Regions from separate parts of the Rattus norvegicus genome. Here region 1 is linked to region 2. The links are chromatin contacts, called in public Hi-C maps. All regions are on one chromosome and are shown on one strand. The core of a region is the stretch at or near the end of the contact, and the rest is flanking DNA. Distances in the headings are between cores, read along the strand shown. Region 1 holds the start of Golph3 (golgi phosphoprotein 3). Region 2 overlaps Mtmr12 (myotubularin related protein 12).

Region 1 (5,611 bases), core at 2,635-5,134, 60 kb before region 2:
AAAAAAAAAAAAAACACATCTTGAAATTCTGAAAATGAACTGAATAAACTGTCTTACAGATTTGAGAACAGAACTATTTTACATTAACTTCATATATAGTGGTAATATTTTTACAAAACAGTTATACATCTTGATAAGTACTGTGTTCTACAAGTAATTTCAAAATGAACTCGTCTTTGAGGACAGTGTGAAAACAAGAAAGTCAGTTTCATGGTTTAAACTTCCTAAGTCTGGGGCACACCCACCCTATTATCTCAGTCCTGAGGAGGCAGGGAGGAGAGGAAGGGTCACCAATTCAAGAAGACCTCAAATTCAAGAACCACCAGGCTATACAGTACATCTGAGGCATGCCAAATATCATCTCTTCTCTAAACAAACCCAGCTTAATCACTACACACTTTTTAAGCTTCACTGCAGTAGAGCTCTTAACAACATTAGACATGCACCTTAAAGAGGATGTTACTAAAAGCTATTAAACCTTAGAAAATCAGGTGACTGAAAAAAAAAAGTTAAAAAAAACACACTAGAAAAAAACAGGAAGAAAACTAAAAAAGAAAACCCAGACAAACAAAACAACAACAAAAACATTCAAGAACTCAGTACACACAAGAAGGCTGCTCTGAAAAGGTCTCCAGAATGCCCTTTCAGTCTACTACTCTTTTTCCTGACTGGATAAAACTGTAACACACACACACACACACACACACACACACACACACACAAACACTAGGAGATACTTCAAGAAGCCATCTGGAAGCTGTCAGTAACCCTAGTATTTGAAAGAGAGAGACAGGAGGATCCAGAGAGGATTCACTGCCTGGCCTTCATTAGACCCTATCTAAAAAAAAACAAAAACAACAAAAAAAAAACAAACAAACAAAAAAAAAAAACAAGAAACAAATAAGCAATCCTATTAGGCAGTGGTGGCACATGTCATTTAGTCCCAGCACTTTGTAGGCAGAAGCAGAAGGACCTCTGTGAATTCAAGGCCAGCCTGGTCTACAGAGTTCCAGAACAGCCAGGACTACATGGAGAAGCCCTGAGATTCAAAAATAAATAAGTAAATGGATGAAGGAGGGAGGGAGGGAGGGAGGGAGGGAGGGAGGGAGCGAGCCCAGGCTGGCCTCTTTCTATGTGGGCGAAGATGACCCTGAACTTCTGATATTCTTGCCTTCCAAGTGGAATTATAGGCATGAGCTTCCAAATCCAGTTTGTGCAGGGAAGGGTATCAAATTCAGAACTCCGTCCAAAGCTCTCTATCAACTGAGCTAGATTCCCAGCCCTACAACTTTAGTTCATAACATATTTAACAAACAGGCTTAAGTGACTAGGGAAACAGAGGCAGGAAACCAAGACTTCATCTTAAAAAAAAAAAAAAAAAAAGACAAGGGGGAACTTCCCTCAAAAAGTAGATGATACGTTTATAGAACTGGTCACTAGGGCTGGAGAGATGGCTCAGAGGTTCAGAGCACTGACGGCTCCTGAGTTCAATTCCCAGCAACCACATGGTGGCTCACAACCATCTGTAATGAGATCTGGTGCCCTCTTCTGGTGTGTCTGAAGACAGTGACAGTGTACTTACACATAATAAATAAATAAATCTTTAAAAAAAAAAAAAAGAACAGAACTGGTCACTAGTATATAAGACACTTAATGAAAGAAGAATTACATACAAGAGAATTCTAAAACCAAGATGACAATGCAAACCCCACCCCCGCCACACCACCACTTCTTGGTCATGCCTACATTTTTTAAAAATCAATGCCCACCTCACCCCCAAACCTTGGCCAGGACTTATGAAGTATACTTATTATTTATACAAAATAACCCCAACAGATGGTTCCAGTTACCTGGCATCAAAGAACCTCAACTCTTTGAAAAATACTAGATAAATGTTGTAGCATTAAATTTCAAAAAAAATCTTCAGATTATTTTCATGGGAACCAATCACAGGAAAGTAACTGCTGACAGCTTTATTTTAGAAAGTTAGAGTAAGGACTCTAAAATAAAAGGTACTTACTTTCTCACCAGTTTCTCAATGCGACAATACCAAAACCAATTTTTTGTTCCATTGTAGCTTTACCGAGTTCTATTGCACAGAACCAAAATGCTGACCCAGGAATGTAGCCTTCACTTAGCTTTTCTTGTATTTTGTAAAAATGTCTCATAATCTGTTTTGTTCCAAAGTGGGGAGGGAGGGAAAGATAAATGTCTATTACAAGAAATCTGCTTTCTAAATCTAATACTTCCTAAAGTTGCATTACCATGGCACTAACATCTAGCTTTTCACCCCAAAACAAAAAATGAAACACACATACCACTTACTTTCCTCATTATAACTGTAATTAAACAGGTACTGTGCCCCTTTTACAGTCAGAGGGCCATTCAGCGTTTTCAAGCTGAATGGTATTAAGGCATAAAGAAGCACTTCCCCGTGTAGTATCTAATATCCGGGAATCACGAACAGTCCCTGGAAAAACTCATCTTTCTACCGCTGCTCAGTCTGAGGAACTAGAAAACTGTTTTACAGGGATGAATTGGGTTTTCGGCTTGTTTGTTTGTTTGCCCTCTTTCCTGAATTCTGAAAACATTTAAAAACAAGATCTAATACCTTTCTGTCTGACTCATAAAATGTGTTGTCTAGAGTTTTACCACACTGAAACAAAACAAACTTCCGGGCCAACTCATCGTACGCGATTTATGAAACATCCAAACCTGCAAGTCTGTCTTTAAAAATAATCACCTTTATAGATGATTATAGATTATAGATATTAAAGAGACGGTCACTAGCATATTTTCAACTTCTATGTGTAAAATTCCTAAATATTTGGGGTGCAAGGGACCTTTCCAAACGTCAGAATACAACTTAAGCCTAAATCTTTGCAGCCTTTCATCAAAGCTCAAACTTGGTATTTTTTTCCCAGCACTTCACAAGCCCTCCCTTAAAATGGCAAAACTGAGACAACAGATCTACTAACAGTAATACTAACTCTTCGCTCACTCAAACCAAGTTCATCTAAAAAGTTACTTCCAGGGTTTTACGACAACTTGGTATTGACTTTTTAAAACAATGCTCAGTAAAATAACTTTGCTAATTCTTAACAGCATGCCGCAACTCAAGTTTTACATAAAAAAGAGGCCGAAAGCAAGTAGACCGGTGAACCTCTCCCAGGTCTTACAAGCTGCAAAAACTCAACACTTGAGAGCAGCGGTAGCCCCAGGTCTTTGGATCTCAACAGTCTCGGGTTGGAACTGCAATCATTTGCGGCAGAAAGCGAAAAAGAAAAGCAAAGATTGCCAAGACTTAGGAACTAAGAGTGCTTGTGAACAGAGGAAGGAAAAACCCCAAGCACTCGGTACTGGAGTGGATCTGGAACACACAGGGCCCCGCCGGAGAGGGGCTGACTCCCACATTCCTTGGGACAAGTAGGGCGATCAGGGTCGCGGGGCTCCGCAACCAGGGACAGGTGAGGCCTCGGCCGGCGCCCACCTGGAGCCACCTGGGTCCTGCGCCCCCGCCGCCACCCCGCCCGGCCCGTCGCGCCCGCACCTCTCGGTCCTTGAGGCCCAGCAGGAGCACCTCCTCCATCAGGGTCAGCCGCGTTTCCTTGGAGTCGCCCTTGTCGTCGTCGTCCTGCTCGTCGCGGCGGCTTTGCGCCTCATCCTCGCCGCTGCCGCCGCCGCCGCCCGCCGCCCGCTCCTTGTCGGCAGCGTTCCGCGAGGCCTCGGTGCGCCGCTGCACCAGGCCCGAGCTCCGCTGGGTCAGCGAGGTCATGGCTCCAGCCGAAGAGCCGCGCCAGACCGACAGGGACGCGGGACCGGCCGGCTCTCCCTCACGGTCCCGGCCCCAGGAGCTTCCGTGTTAATTCTCGGAGCTGGGGCGATGTCCGTGGGCTGCGGGTCCGAAGGCAGTCATGAGGAGCCGGGTCTGAGCGAAGCGGGCGCGCCAGGCGTCGATGGGATACACAAGGGAGCCTTCAGCCCGCGGCTGTGGCCCCACACAGCCCAGGAGCCCGAGCGGAGGCGGCGGCGGTGGCACTTCCCAATATGGCGGCGCGCGTTGACGTCACCGGAGGATGTGGCAGCGCCAGCGCGGGGCGGGGCCGGGGTACCGGAAGCGGCGCGAGCGAGGGGAGTGGCTAGCCGCCTCCGGCCCCAGCGGACACTTGAGCTCTTGAGCAAGCCAAACCCTGGGTCTAGAAAAGTGTGGTTGGGATCGGTGGCCTCCGGCTTTCATCCGCCTCACAGTTCATGCTCATGGTTCAGCCTGGCGCCAGCGACCAGCAAGATCTCTCCTGGATCCCAGAAGCCTTGACCAGGCGAGGGCGGACCCCACTGAGCCCTTAGCATCCCCGGGGATCAGTCCTCCGAGGCGCTGAGCCAATGTGGCCCCGGGTCCCCACTACCTACAGGAAGGGCTTGGCTCTCCGCCTGAGGAACTTAACTCTCGGGCTTCAAAAGGTGTTCATGTACTGTGCTCTGGCGTAGAGAGGTTAAACAAATTGACGAACTGCGTTTGTAAAAGTTTGTATTCCCTACCTCTGACGGCGGTTGTAAAGTAGCCTCGGCGAACTGTACAGCTGACCTTAAGATCCTTTTATGGCGACAGTAAACCTCTTGAGTTTCATGCCACGTCTTTGTAGCCCTAAATCTATTTCGATGTAATTACTAGGTTAAATCCTCTTGGCTTGCTTGGCAGTTTGTGCAAATCAAGTTAAAGGAAAAGCTGCCAAACCCGAGAGGGGTTTGGAGAAGAAGAAGGGCGGGACTTGTGAGAAAACATTATCCAAAAACGGTATCGTAGATCCATCCAGTATTATTTAAAATAAACAGTAACCTTAGGCAGTGAGTAAAACAGGTTTAGACAGACTCCCCCGCCCCACCCCCCATAAATACGTTGTCTCAACTCCTAGGTGGACAATAAGTCCCAGTAGGTCCTCCCACCCTCAACCCTTTTTCCTGCAAAAGCATTTTGTCCTCAGCCAGTTTCTTCCAATAACGTCACCTTTTTGTTCCTTCACCTTTCAGGTCATTCTTTGCCAACTGGCTTTAAATGTTCTTTGTAAATTAACTGGTTATTTAACTCATAAGGTTAAATCCAAAAAGTACAAAGCTGTGTATACAGGCTGTGCCTGTTGAGCCAGTTGCTCCTCTCCCGATGGAGATTTTTAAATGGGGTAAAATGTGAAGCTTCGTTGCCGAGGTGGTCAGTGGGTATAGTGCTTGAGGACAAATTAGAAACTGGCATCCGGGAGGCAGAGTCGGATTCCTGGAAGCTGCCTTGCCAGTGAGCCTAGCCAAATGGGCAAGCGCCTAGGCCCCAGTAAGAAACCTTGCCTCAGAAACTGTGAGGGCCCAGTGAAGGGCTCAGTGAGTAAACTGCTTGCTGCGCTCTCGTGAGGAGCAAAGTTCAAATCCCAGAGTTCATGGGCACAAGTACATTTCTATAATAGCAGCCCTAGGGAGCTAAGAAAGACAGATCTTGGAAGCTTGTGAAACAGTTAAAGAGGATACCCGAGGCCAATCTCTGGCCTCTCCAAGTTCATGCACAGGTAAGAGCAACACACATATAACACTAGATAGATTCGATAGATAGATAGATAGACAGACA
Region 2 (5,507 bases), core at 1,060-3,559:
ACTTCTTCAGGCATCAGTACTGACCACCTGAAGATATGATCCCATGGACAAAATAACCTTTAGCTTATCAGGCACCCAGTGAATTCCAGCTGAAGTCTTAACGTCTCTTTTGAACAAGGGCAACAGGCAACAGCAGCAGAGGCGCTGGCTAAGAGGAATGGGCTCACTGGGCCAGCTATTCTTGTTTGACAGGCTGCTCAGAGCAGCAAACATGAGAGCACTTAAGTTTTGTTCCTGCTTGCTAGCTTTCTCAGGAACAAAGCAAGGTATTATATTCTGGGTACACCATGAGAGGGTTATGAAGATAGGTCAGAGGTTATGGGGATTCATCAATGCTCAAAGGAAAAGGTACAAATAAATGTAGGAGAAGGTTATTTCTGCCAATTCTTCTGTTCTTAAGGATTCACTCAAAGGAGGAGAGCTGTAAGGAGTGGTTGACGCCTGTAATTCCATGCTCGGGAGGCTGAGACCAGAGGCTGCCAGAAGTTTAGGGCTAGCTTGGATTATACAGTGAGTTTCATGTCAGTCCCTGCAATGTTGCTTGCCCCAACCCTTCCCCATTTACTCGGCCTGCAATCCTCCTGTCCTCTGGCTCGAATCTTCCCTCCCAGCCTCTCCTAGAGCCAACATCACCTGCCACTGTCTATAAGAAGAGACAGCGAGGACATCAGAAAAGGGGTGCTTAGCTGTCCCAGTGGCTCCTTGACCCACAGGTACCAGTCAGCTCTGTGACTCTAGTCCAGCTCTCTCCAGAGGACAAGCAGGCTGCCACCAGGGGGCACAACACACCACAGAAAAGCTCATCTCTTTGCAGCAATCTTGCTCTACCAGAAGAAAAGATCAGCATCCATGCTGGGCTTCAGGGCAGCTAAGAGGGTGACATGGCAGGTCTAGTCCCCAGCAGCTGACACTGTCTCTAAGTACTGGCCATAGCTCACCTGCACCCCATCTTTCTCAGCTAGAACCTGAACTGGTAAGGCTCCTAGAAGCCCCGAGAATCAGGCGGGATAGGCAGGACAGTGATGGGAAAGAGAATGACATGCACAGGTGTAGCTCTGCCATCGCTCTGCTCTGAGAGCCTAAGGGATCTGAGAGACTCTGGGCTAGGTGACAGAATGCAGACCAAACCGTGCATCAGTTAGAGCACTCTGGGGCATGATAATCAGCAAAATCAGGAACAAATATGTCTTAAAGGGAAATAAGGACTTGTTTTATGTGGTTTAGGGTACTGGCTGGCAAACTCTAGTCCATGGGCCAAAGCTGGAGGGTGACAACTGTGGAAAACACTGGGACACAGCTATCCCACTGCAGTAGAGTAGGTAGTGCTGGGGACAGTACAGACCTTTACACGATGCTTGCCACTCTCAGTTTACAGGTTTATTAAGAAAAGTCTTGGGAGCTGGAGGGATGGCTCGGAGGTTAGGAACACTGACTGCTCTTCCCGAGGTCCTGAGTTCAAATCCCAGCAACCACATGGTGGCTCACAACCATTTGTAATGAGATCTGATGCCCTCTTCTGGTGTGTCTGAAGACAGTGACAGTGTACTTATATATAATAAATAAATAAATCTTAAAAAAAAAAAAAAAGACAAGTCTTGGGCTAGAGAGATGGCTCAGTGGTTAAAAGCACTGACTGATTTTCCAGAAGATTCAGGTTTGGTTCCCAGCACTCACATGGAGGTTCACAACTGACTAGAAGCCCAATTCCAGGGGATCTGACGCCCTTTTTTCTGGGTTCTATATGCACCAGACACATATGTGGTAAACAGACAAATATTAGATAAAACACGCATGCATGTAAAATAGTAAAGTTTTTATTAAAAACAAAGACAAGGTCTTGCTATGAAACCTATGAACTGGCAAATGAGTGGTAACCCTTCCTAATCAACACCCCCTTATCTACCAGCCACACACGGAGACAGGTAAGAGGTGCAATTCCATGCATAGCAGCACAGCCACAGCCACAGCAGTCTCAGTGACATGTCTTATCAATAACCTGAGAACCACAGATCCCAACTGCAGGCCATAGGAAGAGGTAACACACCCACAGAGAGATTCATAAAGTGGCCTTTGTCCTCACATATACAGGATGGAGGAGCTGGTGGAGATGGGGGTGGGGTGGGGTTAAGACAGCACATCTTACTTTGAAACGTGATCCTTTCCGCTGGCCTTTGTCCAGTTTTGGCTTTTCCACATAAAGAGGGTTTCTGAGCAAAGTCTGTGCTTTGGGTTCAAACTGTACTGACCAATCCCACACGGTGAGCAGCGTCAAAGGCTTGCTTTGTGCATCCAGGCTCTCCCTGCCCTGCCAGAACAAGCATAGTGACGTCAGCACAGCTTCCAGGGACGGCTGGGAAGCAAACACTCATTCTCAGAAAAGACAGGCTTCAGGGAGAAGGCTCAGCCAGGGTTGACAACGAACGCTTGTGTAGGCACTGTGTTTCTCAAGGTAGATGCCCTTGGCAGGGAGGATGGTGGAAGGCCCATATTCCCAGTGGTCTATGTCAGCTCTGAGGCTGGGTTCCTTCCCAACCTTGTGAGTTAACCCCTACTTCCCATGTTTGACATATTTGACATCTGAGGAAACCAAGGCTAAGAGAACACAAGTGAACTGCCTGAGGGTATGAAGCTGGCAGGTTGCAAGGCTGTCACGGAACCCAGGGCTATCTAAGATGCCAGCTTCCACTGTTCCTGCTTCCTCCTCGGACTTGGCAATCTAGCAACTCGAAGTCCGTCACAAAGCAGGAGAGGGCTAGATGAAGGCACAGAGATGAACAGATACCTAGAGTACATAAGGCAATGAACAGAGGACATCTGCTCTACCTTCAAAAAGAGTAACTTTTAATTTGGCTTAATTCCCAAACTCCAAAATTTCCTTTTATCTTAATACTTACAATATATATTCTTGGGCTAGATATTTATTGTGCTTCAAGCTTCATGTATGTATGTATGTATGTATATACATATACATATACATAATGTATATATGTATATATGTATGTATATATGTGTGTATGTATATATATATTTATATATTCTTATGTATATTAAATATTTTCCTAGGAGGAATAGCTGGGATACCTTGAATACTTATGACTTTTAGAGTCACGGTTAATTAAGCATGGAGTCTGTGAGATGCAGCTTCTTTGGCACAGGGGTCTTTAAGAGGGACTCTTACCATGTTAGTATCTTTTTGATGAGGTGAATTGAAGAAGAAGGTGCTAAAAATAGGTATATACAGGCTATCTGACAGAACAGTCAGGTATGTCTCTGTGAACTCAAATGCCGGGGGATGCTGGTGCACCAGTTGCCAGACACAGTCCAAGAAAAGCAGGAACACAGGGACCTATGTGGAAACAAGACACACTACTTAGCAAGCCTACGTCCAGCAAGGCCTGTCCTGAGCTCAGCAGACAGCCATCAGGAGCTTCTCAACCCTGTCTCTCTGACAGATAGACAACCTATTCCACGTGATGAACATTCTCAGGGAGACTATCTCCCTTGGTTAGCATCAGCATCTCAAGTACCACTGTGCCAGAGGTAAGTACCTAATAATGCATAACGTATCTGCACTAACACACAAGAGGCTGCAATTAGCTTTGGTGATAGAGAACACTAATTCTGAACTCCAATTAAGTGAACTACTTTTTTGTTGTTGTTGGGTTTTATTTTTGTTTTGTTTTTTTCAAGACAGAGTTTCTCTGTATAGTCCTGGCTGTGCTGGAACTTGCTCTATAGACCAGGCTGGCCTCAAACTCAGAGATCTGCCTGTCTCTGCCTCCTGAGTGCTAGTAATAAAGCCATGTACCACCACTGCCCAGCTAGTGAATTCTATCCTTCTTCAGAGAATTCAACTGCAAAACGAGGACATCATAATGACTATCACTTTACACTTTGTCAAGAAAAACAGTGTATGGGGGCATTCCTGACCTCCTCTCCCCCACCCCATGTTAACAGGTGGGGATGGTGCTGGAGACTCAGCAGGAGAATGTTCCCCTCTTTACCAATCAGAGAGGGTCTTGCAGGCAAAGGCAAAAGCTGCATAATGGGTTCCTACCCTACGTTCAAATGTGTTTTGTTAACTGGGTCCTCTTTTGACCCTGTTTCTCAGTTGTACTGCACTTATGATCCACCAGTGATTCTGTAACAAGGTAAGGCAAGAATGTGACAGTGTCTACCTTCTGTAAGAGTAGAGAGATGCAGGCCTCACACAGAACTGGTAAAAAGGTGGTAAGAATTATTGGATAAAAGGCCAGCTCTGCATCAGTAATATCACAAATCACAGCAGCCAGTTCTCCTTCAGAACTCCAGCATGTTGGTTCTTAACAGGCTTCATACTACACATTATGGAAAATACCATTAAGGCATTACGTATCCCAGGTTGGTCTCAAACTCATCACGTAGCTAAGGATGAACGTCAAGTTTAATCCTTTTGTGTCCATCTCCCAGGCTCTGGGATTAGAGGCATATATGTATGAGCTAAATATATGAACATCAAGTATACAAACCTCACTGTATAGTAAGGGCAAGGGATCTTAAGTGTCAGCAACCCTAAAGGGGGTGAGCACAGGCCTTCTTTTGGCTTCTTTCCCAACAAGATACAGATCCTGTCAGTCTCCCTTTGATAAGACATGCAAAAAAATCACATCTTTCCAAACAGTATCACCTCCTCTTTGCCTATCAAAGTATGTGTATCTTATTAGCCTTTCAAATTACTTCTTCCAAGTCCCTCTCAGACTAAGAAATGGTGGTTTCTCTTAAGTTTGATAGCATACAGAAGAGCATAGGTCTGGCCTGAAAGAAACTGAGTGACACAGTAACACAGGCCCAAGTATCCCCAGGAACCTGTCAAGCCCGGAAGAACAGGAGCCAAGGTGCTCTAGTCACACAGCACGCTAAGCCAGGCTGTTCTGCATCACAGACAAACATGCTGATTAGTTATCGAGAAAAGAGAAGCCACAATTCACACTAGTAGCATGTGTTTGTTCACTCTAAAGATGACTTAATCAGGTAAGGCTAGGTCCAATTTTCCTTTCACTAGAACCAAGGAATTTGTGTTGCTGTTGCCTAAAAAAAGGACACTACAATCCAGAGGCAAACTGCTTGTTAACTCAGGCAGGGATGTGGCTCTGGAGACATAAAACTGGTTGTGTTAGTATATGGCTCTAATCCCCATGCTTGGGAGATGGACACAAGGATTGAACTTCACCGTCATCCTTGGCTTCATAATGAGTTTGAGACCAGACTGGGATATGTAACACCTTGTCTAAAATAAAATAAAAAACACAAAACAATTCTCTGACAGAGAGGCTGAGCCAGTCGAGCCAGTCATGCAAAGGGAAGCAACCTAGGGTGAGTGGTGGTGCGTTCACAGAATCCCAGTTACCTGGGATGTTGAGATGGAAGACTCGAGTTCAAAGCCAACCTTAGACAGTATCACCAAAAACCCAAACCCCAAACAAAAACAATGACAAGGAATAGAAAGAGAAGAGGCTGGGACTCAGGGC

Evidence for each region. Hi-C and Micro-C count contacts between places; a contact is called where the count stands out from the background.
Region 1: a Hi-C map of Schwann cells shows a contact between it and region 2, with 4 times the contacts expected there. The contact joins the promoter of Golph3 here to the enhancer-like site in region 2. A contact is called at or near these places in 5 of 12 Hi-C or Micro-C datasets (the A7r5 cell line, the Rat2 cell line, Schwann cells and 2 more) and 1 of 1 datasets of contacts at active chromatin or transcription factors (oligodendrocytes).

The regions. Positions count from the first base shown.
Region 1 is chr2:63,073,350-63,078,960 of GRCr8, reverse strand. Golph3 (golgi phosphoprotein 3) reads right to left here and starts at 3,884. Exons shown (of 4, transcript NM_023977.2): 1 at 3,551-3,884. The coding sequence starts at 3,775.
Region 2 is chr2:63,011,438-63,016,944 of GRCr8, reverse strand. It overlaps Mtmr12 (myotubularin related protein 12), which reads right to left. Exons shown (of 16, transcript NM_001415035.1): 14 at 3,179-3,346; 15 at 2,144-2,305. Among named protein-coding and RNA genes, the nearest start is that of Golph3, 61 kb to the left of the region's middle. Within about 2 kb of position 2,309, at least 40 of the 93 cell types and tissues checked have an H3K27ac peak or open chromatin away from gene starts, as enhancers often do. A contact at or near this core is called in Schwann cells, where this site is marked.